Linked DNA regions of Mus musculus: regions 1 and 3 are each linked to region 2. Evidence: chromatin contacts called from public HiChIP or PLAC-seq data. All regions are on one chromosome and are shown on one strand. Each heading gives the region's core, a stretch centred on a gene start, on an enhancer-like site or on the middle of the called end of the contact. The rest is flanking DNA. Distances are from core to core; before and after follow the strand shown. Region 1 has its middle 35 kb from the start of 4930567H12Rik. Region 2 holds the start of Disc1 (disrupted in schizophrenia 1). Region 3 holds the start of A730098A19Rik (RIKEN cDNA A730098A19 gene).

Region 1 (4,238 bases), core at 853-3,352, 570 kb before region 2:
TTGGCAACTCACAATAGCCTATACTCCACCTCCAAGGGGATCTAATGCCTCTGACCTCTGAAGGCATGTGCATGTACACACACACACGCACACACACACACACACACACACACACACACACACACACTCTAAAGACCCACCAATCCCTATGGTATACTATAGAAGGGCCTTCACTTTCACAGTCAAAGATGAAAAGATGATGCACACACACGTGCAATGTGTCCATATTTCTGTGAAGTTTTACTTTCTATTCATCCCTGCAGCAAAGCTCTGATGTGGGTCTGATCAACTGCACTCTTTTGCTGTGTGTGTGTGTGTGTGTGTGTGTGTGTGTGTGTGTGTGTGTCTGTATTTGTGTGTGTGGCTGTGTGTTTGTGTGTGCATGTGTGGCTGTTTGTATATGTGTCTGTGTTTATGTGTGTGTCTGTGTATGTGTGTGTGTGTTTATGTGTGTCTGGTCAGAATTTGCAACCAACTCTTCTCTTTTTTTTGCTTCCCTTCCACTTGAGTGACCAGTAACCCAACCACTAACACTATTCTCTAGGATTATATTCATTTTGAAAGCTACCTCAAATCTATTGGAGATCAAGAATTAAGTGTGCTAGTAACAGATAATGAATACAATGAAAGTGAATCGGAAGGCAGCCTGCGGTACTATCCTGCCTGTCGGGCATGCTTCCAAACTGGAGGAGAACTTGGTAGCACTTCTAAAGACTACTGAAGTCCAGAGGACCCTTTAAGGCTCTGGACGACTGATGGGGATGCTGGGAGAGCAGGAAGTACGGCCACATGCAGGAGGCCGGAAGCCTAAGAATGAGGAGCTGTCAGGCCCGGGAAGGAGACGGATGATGGTGAAGGCTGACAGGAGGACGAGACAGCAGAAGGTCAAGAAGTGGTTTCTCAGAAGGGCCAGTGTTGTGGGAAGTGCTGAGCATTCAAAGCATCCTTGCTTCATTATTTCTAGAGCAGGAGAGAAAATGGTGGGGTCAGAGTGAGCGGCAGAATGTGTAGGTTCACAGAGGTCACTCACGAGGTAGCAGTCATCACCCACAAGGTCTATGGCATTATCTCCTGTGGGAAGAGAAAATGGGGCTTCTGCCTGGAAAGCCAGAGTCATAGTACTGTAGTTCAAAGCACCTCCAACAAGCCTGTCTGGTCTGGACTGAACCTGTGGCCAGATGGACAATCACAGACACGCTAACCCTGGAGGGCATATGTCAGTTGTCTGACACAAGACAGATCCTCCCATAAAGGAGAAGCAGGAAGTCAGTGCTGGTCTCCTAGGCAGTCTCTGTCACAGATCACTGGCTGCCTGCTGGATTGTGATGTGCGCTCCATTGGCTCAGTGCTGTGTGTGCTCTGACGCTGCAAGCACGAGGGGCACAGGGCTTTCAGTGTCCCCTTCTCCTGCTACCTGCCTCTTCTGGGCACAGACCTGGATCCTGGCTTTAGCCTTCTGACCCTACTTCTTCTATTTCTGTCTCCTGTTTTAGATAGACTGTGTGGTAGTCCACGTGACAAGTGACAGTTGCCAGGGCTGAAGGGACCATCTCTAGGGACATGTTTTTATTCAAAGTCCCTTACCTGTGACAGATACAGTCCTGGTAACTTAGCTGTGGCCAGGTTAGACTTGTGTATACCCTGAGGAGCTGTTTATTTCTGTTTTGTTTGTGTTTTGTTTTGTGAGAAACATCCTTTGGATTGCCAGGTACTCATAACCCAGAGACCATGACCTGTGCTCCTTCCTGACTTGCCATTCCTACTGGCCCTCAGCAGCCAGCACCCCAACCTCCAAGGCTAGGCCTTCAGCCTCACAGAGGCCACAGCGAGCAAGCAGCAGCAATGCCGGGGAAAGGTGAGACTTTGCCAGTTCTATGGCTGAAATCTAAGTGGGAACCTTATGAAGGGGAAGACAGGAAGCCCCTGCCACTCCGGTGAGTCTCTGGGTGGCTCTGTGAGTCCAGGAAGTGAAGAGGGCTCCCTGTACACAGCTGCTTATGCAATGCATTGGATTATGAGCTCAGCAGGGGCCAGAAGGGGCGCATTTGCAAAAGGAGACATCAGCTCCTCCTGCAGACCCAGGAGGAGGTAATGCTGAATCATGCGCTGTGACTCAGGAGCAGCCATTAGCTGGCCCGGGAGTGGACAGAAAATGAGTACAATTGTGTACTCCTTCCAGAGAGCTTACAAATGAGGGCTGGCAGCCCGGCTGACAGATCTAGGTCTGTTACTGAACACCGGAGACGACCTGCCTAATCACGATTTGGGAGGTTTCAACAGAGCAAGAGAAATGTTTCCACCCAACAAACCCTCGGACGCCACAGCAGGACAGAGCAAAACTCCATTAAGGGGAGGCAGCTCAATCAGTAAAATGCTTGTCCGCAACCATGGGAACCCGAGTTTGGATCCCCAGCATTGCAGAAAAGGTCAGGTACAGTGTTGTTGGGAACCTGTGATCCTGCCTACCAGGGAGACAGTAAAGAGAGTCTCCTTAGGCTGGCAAACCAAGCAGCCTAGCTGAATCAGGGCACTCCAGGTTCACTGAGAGATGCTGCCTCAAAAATAAGTAAACAAACAAACAAACACGGTGGAGTATGAATAGGGGAGACGGGCCCTGGACCTCTTGCTTCGCCACGCGCATGCGCAAGTCCTGCCTCTGACTCAGCCTCTCTTTCTGCTCCCACACTAACGCAAGGACAAGGACGACAAAGTCATTTATTGGCTCTGGTTTCATTTGTTCTGTAAACAGAGCAGTTTCCTAAGGCGACTGGTTTAATAGATGTTAACTCTTTCGTTGACCATCCCAGATCTCAGAGGCACAGGGGATCTTGGCTGAGCACGGAGAGAACGCTGTGTGTGTGTGTGTGTGTGTGTGTGTGTGTGTGTTGGGAGGCGGGGTGGGAAGGAGTTAGGAAAGGGAGAGACCACCACCAATAAACCAGCCGAATAAGTCAGAGGACCACCTGCGCTTTCAAAAGTGTGGGATGCCACTGTGACCTACACACATCCTTCCTCTTTCTGTGGTGGATTGATGTGAGAGGGACCACCTCACTGTGGGCAGTGCCATGCCTGGGCTGGGTTCTGGATGCGCTAAGAAAGCAGGCTGAGCATGCCTCAGGGAGCAAGCTAGTAAGCAGCACCCTTCCATGACTTCTGCCTCAGCTCCTGTCCCCAGGCTCCTGCTTTGAGTTCCTGCCCTGACTTCCCTCAACTACAAGCTATCAGATCAAATAAGCCCTTTCCTCCCTAAGTTGCTTTTGATTGTGGGGTTTACAATAGCCATAGAACCCCTAAGACAGGAAGTACTGAGAAACTATGTAAAGAGAGGAACCAGGACCTCTAAATGTCGATGCACGTTATCCATGACTTCTGAACGGGATTTGCAGGAAAGCAATGGGTGAGAATCTGTGACAGGTTCAGATGTAAAATAAACCTCACAGACTTGTACATCTGAATACTTGCTCCCCAGTTAATGGTCTTGCTTGGAAAGGCTGAGCAGTCTTTAGGACACAGGCCTAGCTGAGGGGGGAAGTAGTGAGGGAATGGCTAGATGCATACAGCTCGCCCAGGTTCAAGGGTTTATGTCTGAGGTCTCTGCTTTCTGATGTCATAGGACCAACTACAAGATCCATAGCCATAAGGGATTTGTAAAAACCATTCTTACCCTTGGCGACACTGGAAGCTCAGGAAGTCCTTCCTTCCTGGGCCCTGAGGGATAGATGGCTGACTTGGTAAAGTGTTTACTGAGCTTGAAGAGCCGAATTCAGCCTCAAGAACCCGAGCAAAAAGGTAGCACTGTGGCATGTCCTTGCCACCCCAGAGCTGGGGAGTCAGATAGGTGGATCCTGGGGCTCACTGGCCAGCTAGTCTAGTCTCATTGGTGATCCCCAGGTCCTGGTGAGATACCCTGTCTATAAAATAAAGTGGGAGGCTCCCAAGAAATGGCGTCTGAGGACAACCTCTAACCTACATGTGCACACATGTGCATGTGCACCAGCATGAGAGCAGACGAGCACACACACACACACACACACAACTTTCTCTAAGTCATTGTTCTTGTTAGGTTATTTTATTGCAGCCAGAGCACAGCACAGAACCCCAAGGCGCGAGTTTCCTTCACCGGCCTCCTCTCAGATACAGCCCTGTGCAGCCTCTCAGCCTCACACAGCACCTCAGCTCCCTAAAAGCAATAAGCCGGGCAGGGAACCCCAAGCTAAAAGTCTGTTCCTGTGGAAAAG
Region 2 (4,580 bases), core at 721-3,220:
TAGATAGATAGATAGATAGATAGATAGATAGATAGATAGATAGATAGATGAAGATAGGTATAAACGGCAGAAACAGAAGACCAGGTATTACCTTTGACCAGGCAAAGGTCCACGCTCAGCCTGGGCTCCACCTGACACCTTCCCTTCAGCCTGTAATTGGAGACACCTGCATCTGACTTTGAGCCCCAGTCCCTGTTTAACCACCAGGGCCACAGGCAGGTGACTCCAACCCTTGCCACATCCAAGGGAAGATGAGGATGGTAGCACCAGCCCCTCACCGGTGTGAGGGGGACCTCATCAAAGGGCAGGACCAAGTGCCTGGCCCATGCACTCTCTGCAAAGTGGCACCTGTCGCCTGTAGGCTGTCACCTGCCCCAGTTCCAGATGTTCTGCTCTCCATCCCAGGGCAGCACTCTCAGGGCTAAGGTAATAATTACAGCCCAGGTGCTTTCTCTTTCTTATAAACAGAAGAGAAAGCCCGAGACTTGGAGAGACAGCTCAGAAAGCAGGTTTCTCATCCAGGGCTCTATTTGCTGTGGGCAGAATCCTGGCTAAACCTCAACGGTCTCCATGTCAGGTGCCAAATGTCTTTTCAAATACCCTGTAACTCAGACACTAACATGTCACACTGGCATTCCTGTATTGCCCACGATTATTTAGGTCTTGCATGGTCAAAATAATACTTAAGGACCCGTGCGTAGTGGAGCACACCTGTAATCCCAGCACTTGGGAGGCAAAGGCTAGCAAATTGGAGGCCAGCCTGGGCTAGGCAGCAGATTTAAGGCTAGCCTGGGCAACTAAGAGATTTTTGAGAATTTGCTTTGTATCGCAGAGATTTGGCCAGGGGTTTCATGTCCTCCTACCACATTAAACCCCTTTTAAAATCTACCACGTAGGCAGGAAAATCAGCTCCATTTTACAAATTGAAAAACTAAGGCATTCCCGAGTCCAGGATGCGGGTGCAGAAGACTCTTACCCTACACCCACCTACCAACCCTGTATTTTCCAACTCCCAATTGCAAAAATGTCTTCATAGAAGCCAGTTAAGGAGGTAGGGAAGCTAGTGATTAGTGCTCCTTTCACAGATGGGTAAACTGAGGCTCCAAGAGCCAAAAGAAGCTCCTAAGTCCTTTGCCTTCTCTCCTTGGCACAGCACACGCCCAAACTGCAAAGCCCAGTCTGGAGCAGATCTCCGTGCTTGTTTTATTTTTCATTGTTCTGATTTGATTTTGGTTTTTGAGATAGAGTCTCACTATTGTAGCCCAGATTGTATTAGAAAGTCTCCACAGTCTTCCTGTCTCTCGAGTGCTAGGAAAAGAGGCGTGTGCCATCACGTTCTTTTCTTGGGGTTTCTGACAGTGAGTTGCTGAGGTTGAAAAGCGGCCACCCACTTAACTCGATGTCATCACCGGGGTTGGTACGTGGCCCAAGCTGACAGAGGAAATGGAGCGGGTCCCCTCAGCCTGCGCTGCCCTGCGCGTCACAGTCCACACTCGGAAGTGGGCGGCGAGCAGCCCCACGGGAGGTGCGGGCTGCAGTTCCCACACCTCTCTCAACCTCGCCCCGCGTCCCCGCAGCGTCTGCGCCGGCCACCCGAGGGAGTCCTGGGATCGAGCTGCACTTGGGCGCTGCGGAAACCTTCGCGGCCACCGGGACCTCGCAAGGAAGGAGTGCGGGCGCGCCCTTCGCCGACTGCGCCTCAGGGCGGCCGGACTCTCGGGACGGGGACGCGCTTGGACGGGAGCTGCAGTGGGAGCTGGGGACACGACCGCCCGCACCCTGCACTCCCCGCTCACTGCCTCGATTTCCCTCCCCTGCATCAGGGTGCGCCCGGATCTCGGCAGGCCTCGTTCGCCCTCCTCCAGAACCCCGGGCCCTACCTGCGCCGTGGCTCGGACTGTGGATCGGAGCGCCCCGGGGACCCCCGCCCTGCATCGTGCGGCCGGCTGCGCCCCGGACGGCGGTGACTGTGGTGGTGATGGTGGTAGCGGCGGCCGCGGAGGCGGCGGGAAACGGGCAGGGGGCCGAGCCGAGGGCTGGCTTCTTCCTCCTGCCCAGGACCGCCGCTTCCTCTCCAGCCTCGGCCCCTCGCTAGCGCGCGCGCGCCGCCCCTCGCGGCTCCCAGACCGCAGCGCAGAAAGTTTTGCTTTTCACTTGGAGGAAACCAAGGAGGGGAAGTGTGATGGGGCAGTGTGGCCAGGGACCGAAAGACTGGGCGCTTCCCAGACCCTGGGAGTAAAAGGCGGGGTGGTCAAGAGAGGGACTTCTTCCTACCAAGTCGCGGTGAAGCCGAAGGAAAGTGACAGATGACAGGTCGGGGGGGGTGGGAGCAGCTGTTAAAAATGACTTGAGAATCGAATCTCTGGCAGCACGGGGCTGGCCAGGAGCACGGCACAAGCCTTGGCTTGTGCCAAGCTCCTGGCAGCTGGCTCACCTCCCCCATCCCTTCCCTTTGGCTGCTTCAGCAAAGCACCTGCTACAGGACAGTGGGTACAGGAAGTGCCAGTCAGGGGTTAGGCCCGTCATAACCTCGCCTCTGGACCCCGAGGCAAAAATAAACCTACAAAACTGAACTGCATGGAGTCAGCCGGAGACCTGACTGTGGGTGGAGCATGGGGCAGTGGGAAGAAGCCTGGGAGAGTGCGTGCTGGAAGGGAGGAGCCTGTGGCCCTAGAAAAAAGACCAGGTGCTGGAAAGGTGGGCCAGAGCAGTTGCCTCTTACCAGGAACCTTCGGGTAAGCACGGGCGGATGCGGCTGAAGTTGATAAAGACATGAGCAGAGTCAGGATTTAGTGCAGTGGGTAGGGTAACAGGGTTGAAAAAGGCACTGTGTTGGTATCCTAGTTTGCTTTACCTGTCAGTGTGACATAGCCTAGGGTCCTGTGAGCAGAGAGCTTTAGTCCATGATTACCTAGATCAGATTGGCCCGTATCGCGTCTGTAAGAAAGGTCTGGACAGTTAACTGGCCTTCGAAGGCCCAGCCCACTGTGGGCGGCACCATTACCTAGGTTTCGAACTATCCAAGAAAGCTAAGTGAGCTGAAGCCCATCTACGAGCCAGCTGGCAAACAGCGTCCTCTGTGGTTCCTGCTATACCTGATTGGCAGTGAAGTGAGCTCTCCATTGGAGGTTAATGCTGTGTGCTATAGCAAGCAGGCCTGCCTTAGGTTCCTGCCTTGACTCCCCTCAGTGATGGCCTGCGATCGATCTGAAGTGGTCAGCTAAAACGAATGGAACGCCTCTCCTCCTCAGGAGGCACTCCGTAGTAAATACAGTTGAATTGGCCAGCCTGCCATAAACACTCTCAGGTCTACCTGACTCACTCCCGAGGATAACTAGGCATACCTCTGAATATATAACATAAACTGTCTTAAAACAGGGGCTGGAAAGCTGGCCCAACAGTTCAGAGCACATAGCATTCTTGCAGAGGATCAGAGTTCAGTTTCACAGCATCTATCCTGAGTAGCTCACTGCTACCTGCAATTGCAGCTCCAGAGGACTAATCAGGCACCCTCTTCTAGCTATCCCTGTCACCATCACGCAGACAGACAGACAGACAGACAGACAGACACATACACAAAATGAAAATGAATGTTTTAAAACTTACAAAATTATCAGAATCAGATTAAAAAAAAACCTCAGTTGCCACTTTGTTCATGAGCACCTGTACACATGCGTGCTCACAGATGCACACACATAAAAGTGAAGATAGTTTCATCTCCTGGGAGCGCTCACCAGGAGGTGACCTCAGAGAGGATGGCATGTTCTGAGGATAGCAGCCAGCCTCTTTCTCCAGCTGCCCTGTTGTTACCCCCATGGGTTCGTGAGCATGGTGGCCAGGGCAGGTAGGGATGGATGTGGCAGTGAGCTCGGCAGAGTAGATCTTTATTCACCCAAGCCCACCCAGCCACAGTAGCCACCATGCCTGGCAGGAAAGACCAACACAGAGTCTAGGACACAGCACTGCCCCCTGGTGGTCAGCCAGCTTCTTAGTGCTTGCTTCCTCACATTAAGCACTTCCATCAGCCAAGGGGCAGCTCTATGACCTTATATGTTCTCTCATAGGGCATTCATGCCAAATCCCATGGCCCTTGGTTCATGCCTTGTAATCCCAGCACTTGGGAGATTTACTGCCACAAGTTCAAAGCCAGCCTGGACTACATTTATTTGTGTGTTTTATGAATACCTGAGTCCCTGCAGAGACCCCTGTCCACTGTTACGGTGTGCCATGCTCCGCTGCTCCCAGAGTTCAAGCATCACAGTAGAGCACCATGACAACAGGCCACACTCACAGCAGTCCCTATCGTGATAACATTGCCAGACAGTAGAATGCCCTTCTGGAGTCTCCATTACAGCCCCAGGAAAGTACAGTCCCTGGAGGGGCCGTTTGTATGTTGTGGAAATCATCATCCAGTGTGACTGGCTGGATCCTTGGACCCAGGAGTTGAGAGGCACTCCTGTTCACCTTTGAGGATCCATTGGGAAGGTGTGTGCATCCTACTTCACACTCCCTGACAGCCAGTGTTGTGGTGCTCCCCTCCCCCTGGTGGGTAACGCCACATTAATTAAGGTTCTTAACTG
Region 3 (4,515 bases), core at 1,369-3,868, 840 kb before region 2:
GATTTATTTATTTTTACTTTTATGTGCAAGGGTATCTCGACTGTGTTTATGTCTGCTGTGTCCAAACACAGTGTCCTTGAAGTCCAGAGCAGGGTATCAGGTCTCCTGGAGCTGGACTTACCGACTCCAAACTCTGGTGCTCTGCAGAAACAGAAAGTGCTCGAAGCCTCTGGGCCATTTCACTGGCCACAGTTTTATGATTTTTACATTTTGCTGTGGTCCTTTTAAACAGACATCAGGACAAGGGGAGCAATATATAGAACATGTTTATACTTGCTTTGTAGTTGCCTGTTTAACAACTTCCCTGGCAGGGCTGTGGGGGGTCACTGCAAAAAGTCAAGTTGTCACCTGTGGTCCTGTACTGGCTAGTTTTGTGTCAACTTGACACAGCTGGAGTTATCACAGAGAAAGGAGCTTCAGTTGAGGAAATGCCTCCATGAGATACAACTGTAAGGCATTTTCTCAATTAGTGATCAAGGGGGAAAGGCCCCTTGTGGGTGGGACCATCTCTGGGCTGGTAGTCTTGGTTCTATAAGAAAGCAGGCTGAGCAAGCCAGGTGAGGCAAGCCAGTAAAGAACATCCCTCCATGGCCTCTGCATCAGCTCCTGCTCCCTGACCTGTTTGAGTTCCAGTCCTGACTTCCTTTGGTGATGAACAGCAGTATGGAAGTGTAAGCCGAATAAACCCTTTCCTCCCCAACTTGTTTCTTGGTCATGATGTTTGTGCAGGAATAGAAACCCTGACTAAGACAGGTCCTTTCTACATTTTCCTAACCCAGAGCAGGGTTCTTGCCTGTGATGGAGAAGGCAGCTCTGGTAAACATGCAACAAAGAGTTGCTTTGATTAATATATATTTTAAATAAATGATTTTCCATTTTGTCTGGGGCTTTACTGCATTTCTGGAGTTGGGAATAGCTGGCTTTAGCTGCTTTGTCTGTATTTTTCTTGTCTCTTTGAGACAGTGTACATCAGTTCTTTATGGCTATAGAAGTCAAGGTTCTATGATTTACTTAAAGCTGACTTTTGTTTGGTTTTAAAAATCTCATTTAGAGTTTGGGATCATGGCACATTAATTTAATATTTAAAGTCATTTTCTTATTTATTCAAAATGTATTCAACTGAAACTCAAAATCTCCCTTCCATTATTTCTATCCTGTGCTTCAGGGACTCTCATATAGAAAATTAAAAGAAAGAAAGAAAAAAAGACCAAAAATAAACAATATCTCCACAAGGTACACAGAACACACACTGACACATGTGAAGAGCAAACAAACTAAAGTAAAGATTAGACCCTTCATTTTGTGAACAAGCTTTCTGCTGTATTGGATTATCCCTGCTTATTAATCAGGGTTAGGATTCATTGCTGGTTTGGCAATATCAAGAATGGGCTTTACTCTGTTCTAGCAGCGATCTAGCGCCACCTAGCGCCGCAATCAAAATCTGTTCTTCTCTTTTTTTTCTCTCCTCCCTTCTTCCCCCGCCCTTCCCCGCCCCCCTCTCCTCCTGGTTGAAATGGTAGATTGCTATCCCAGATTATGTTCAGGAAATATATAAGAAGAAAGAAAGCTGGATGTAGTTGCTTATGCTCATAATCTCAATACTCTATAGAGAATTGCCATGAATTTTCAGGCCAGCCCGAGCTACATAATCCCTTCCAAGCCAATTCAGTCTACAGAGTGAGACCGTGCCTTATCAGTAAGATAAAACAATGTAAGGTAAAAATGTGTGGTTAACTGAGGCTCCAACGATTATTTCAGAACGGCGGTTATCATTTCTGTGCGTCCAATTAGGTAATCGGGGGTGGAGGAGAAAAGTCAGGGTGGAAAGAGGTCAGTGGGAGCAGACCATGTCGCACATGAAACTTTAGAGCCTCTAGTCTGTAGCCAACCAAGGTCACAGGGATCAAAGCCCCGCAGGTGGAGCTCAGAGGACATCGCTTTGAGTACCGCAAGCCTAGGCCTCCAGATTATACAAACCTTTTGGGGCAGGAGACAAAACAAAAACAAAAGCCAAGAAGTTTCCTGTCTGTGGTCCTCACACGGGAACATTCTTGGTTCTCACACCTTGCAAACTTACTCTTGGGAGATTCAGGAGAAAAGGCAGGTGGAGCTCCAGCCACCAAGGAGAGGGAGGGACTGAGCTCCTTCGCAGACTTGTGTGGGCGCAGGGCGGAGCCGCCGGAGCATCCTTGAGCAGCCATCGCAGAGCATGATGGGAAAATCCTCCTTCCCTTGGACATGGCGCGCACCTGCCTGGCAGCCCCAGCCGGCTCCAGCACCGCGCTGTGCCGGTCCGTACTGTTCAGCGTCTACCGCGGTTTGGGCGGTGGCGGCGGGGGTGGGACCGCGCCTGGAGCACACCGGCACGCGCCGACGTACTGAGCTCCAGGGTGCTGAGCTTAGGGTGCTGAGCCCCAGGGCACGCTCGGTTTCTGCCGGACTCTGCGGGCATGGCGTCCCAGGTGCTGCAGCTGCTCAGGCAGGGTGTGTGGGCCGCTCTCACAGGGGGCTGGTACCACGACCCGGAGCATAGCAAATTCACCAATAGCTGCCACCTCTACCTGTGGCTGTTCCTGCTCTTGCTGCCACTGGCTCTGCACCTGGTGAGTCCCCAGTTTAGGGGTGGGTGGAGGAGGGGGAGGAGGAAAGGAAAAGGAGGAGAAACAGGAAGCGGAAAGGAAAATTAACAGGAGAAGAGAGGGAAGGGGGAGAGAAGGAAGGAGATGGGAAGAACTAAATAGGAAGTAAGGTTATGAAAGAAGGGGAGGGGGAGCCACAGAGGATGCCCAGGATGGGAAGGAATCAGTGACTTTGAGAAGTAGGGACGGAAGAATGAGGCAAGGGGTTTTGGGACAACAGTCCTGCAGGGCACTGGAGAGTCTCCGGAAAGAAGTATGTAGGACTTTGGGGATTGTGAGCTCATTAAAAATCGATGTGGGCTGCCTGGATGAGTCAGGCCCTGCTGTCTGAACGGTTGAGACTGGCTTATGGGTACCAACCATGGAGCCTCACGACTTCGGATGATATCAGCTATAACACCAGCTATAACACCTCAGGTGCAGTCGCAATAAAAAGGCAGTACGAATCCCTCTCAGGGCGACCTGATTTCGGTTGTTAGTCGTTTTTTCTTTTTTCCTACTCTTCTCTTCTTGTTTTGCTTTAGGAAGGTAGATTCCACTGTCAATCACTCTGCAGTTTCACTATGGTGTAGAGAAGTCTGAAAAAAAATTAAAAATATACAGGAGTGGATAAATGTCATACACCTATGCCAGAGCAGTGTGGCAGCTCCTCCTCTGGGATGGCCAACAATGGGGGATAGTGAATGCTTACTGAATGGTTACCTATGACCTTCATAGGTCAGTTAAACATATAGGTAGCGCAAGGCGTGATGGGGCACCCTTAAAAAGCTGCCTGCTGTTAACTTGCCGGTGAGGCGAGGAGCCGTCTCTGATGTGTCTGTGAAGGACTTTGTCCCTAGAACAGTACATGGTCATGTTCTGCTCCACAAAATCTTCAATGAGTTTGCATAGGTGACAGATCCTGAGTCTGACCTTCGAGATGCCTGGTGGCTTGGCACCCCTAGACCCTGGCTCTTTTACTGGCAGGCTGTTCAGAGCTGTGGTTCTGGAAACAGACTGGCTCAGCTGAACTCCGGGCCCAGCTTTTCCCAGTTCTGGGACCATGGAAGGAGTTGACTTACTTTGACATTTTACTTTCCTTGGCTGTAGAACAAGATACTTGCTCCTGTGTGTGTGTGTGTGTGTGTGTGTGTGTGTGTGTGTGTGTGTGTGTGTGCTTGAAAGCATGCAGAGAGATCAGAAGACAACTTGGCAGGGGTTCCACTCTGGGGGATCCTTGGATCAGGATTGGTGGCAGGCAGCTTTACTCTCTGAGCTATCTTACTGGCCATTAGAACCAGTTTGTGCCAGCCGTGGTGCTCAACGAGAGTACATATGAAGTCTTCTTCAGGACAGTCTGGTTTATTAGACTGACACTGGACCTACCCCGACCTTAGTTTTCTAAGTGGAGGTCTCTCCAGAGAACAGTAGTGGCCCATGTGTATGGCCACCCGGTCTTCTGGTTATGATCTCAAAGAAGAGAAGGCGACAGATGGTCCATGAAGTCAGGGGGCCTCCCAGCACAGGGAAGGACTCCCATGGTCATGGTGTTTTCCCACTTCTGAAAAAAGAGAGATGAGATTGTCATGTAATAGGGAGGGTGGTAGGACATTTTGAGAGAAATTGTCTGGGACCATTTTAGGACCTTATAGGACTTATTAACCTATAGTTAATAAAAACCTAGAGTTAAAAAAAACACTTAGACAAACACAACAAGTAGCTTGAGATAGGGTATGAATTAGTTTCTATCCCCACATTTTTGCTTTGTTTTGTTTGCTACTGTTTTTGTGTTTTGAGACAGAATCTCATGTAGCCCAGGCTGTCCTTGAGCTTCTGACTCGCCTGCCTCCCCCTCCTAAGTGCTGAGATGACAGGTGTATACCAGCATCCCTGGCTT

Evidence for each region. HiChIP or PLAC-seq counts read pairs in DNA pulled down with a chosen protein or histone mark.
Region 1: an H3K27ac HiChIP or PLAC-seq map of microglia shows a contact between it and region 2, with 4 times the contacts expected there. The contact joins the enhancer-like site here to the promoter of Disc1 in region 2. A contact is called at or near these places in 1 of 484 Hi-C or Micro-C datasets (the N1E-115 cell line) and 7 of 115 datasets of contacts at active chromatin or transcription factors (bone marrow-derived macrophages, embryonic basal ganglia, embryonic forebrain and 4 more).
Region 3: a contact with region 2 is called in an H3K4me3 HiChIP or PLAC-seq map of embryonic basal ganglia, with 10 times the contacts expected there. The contact joins the promoter of A730098A19Rik here to the promoter of Disc1 in region 2. A contact is called at or near these places in 4 of 39 promoter capture datasets (the 3T3-L1 cell line, embryonic stem cells and hippocampal neurons), 1 of 15 datasets of contacts at CTCF or cohesin (large pre-B cells), 1 of 484 Hi-C or Micro-C datasets (differentiating embryonic stem cells), 12 of 115 datasets of contacts at active chromatin or transcription factors (bone marrow-derived macrophages, craniofacial prominence, embryonic basal ganglia and 8 more) and 1 of 9 other capture datasets (liver).

What each region holds. Positions count from the first base shown.
Region 1 is chr8:125,617,560-125,621,797 of GRCm38.p6, reverse strand. No RefSeq gene overlaps it. Among named protein-coding and RNA genes, the nearest start is that of 4930567H12Rik, 35 kb to the right of the region's middle. Within about 2 kb of position 2,102, at least 149 of the 459 cell types and tissues checked have an H3K27ac peak or open chromatin away from gene starts, as enhancers often do. A contact at or near this core is called in the N1E-115 cell line, bone marrow-derived macrophages, embryonic stem cells and 1 more, where this site is marked.
Region 2 is chr8:125,051,585-125,056,164 of GRCm38.p6, reverse strand. Disc1 (disrupted in schizophrenia 1) reads right to left here and starts at 1,970. Exons shown (of 13, transcript NM_174854.2): 1 at 1,881-1,970. The coding sequence starts at 1,935.
Region 3 is chr8:125,896,017-125,900,531 of GRCm38.p6, reverse strand. A730098A19Rik (RIKEN cDNA A730098A19 gene) reads right to left here and starts at 2,618. Exons shown (of 2, transcript NR_155422.1): 1 at 2,078-2,618. Pcnx2 (pecanex homolog 2) reads left to right here and starts at 2,215. Exons shown (of 34, transcript NM_175561.4): 1 at 2,215-2,603. The coding sequence starts at 2,451.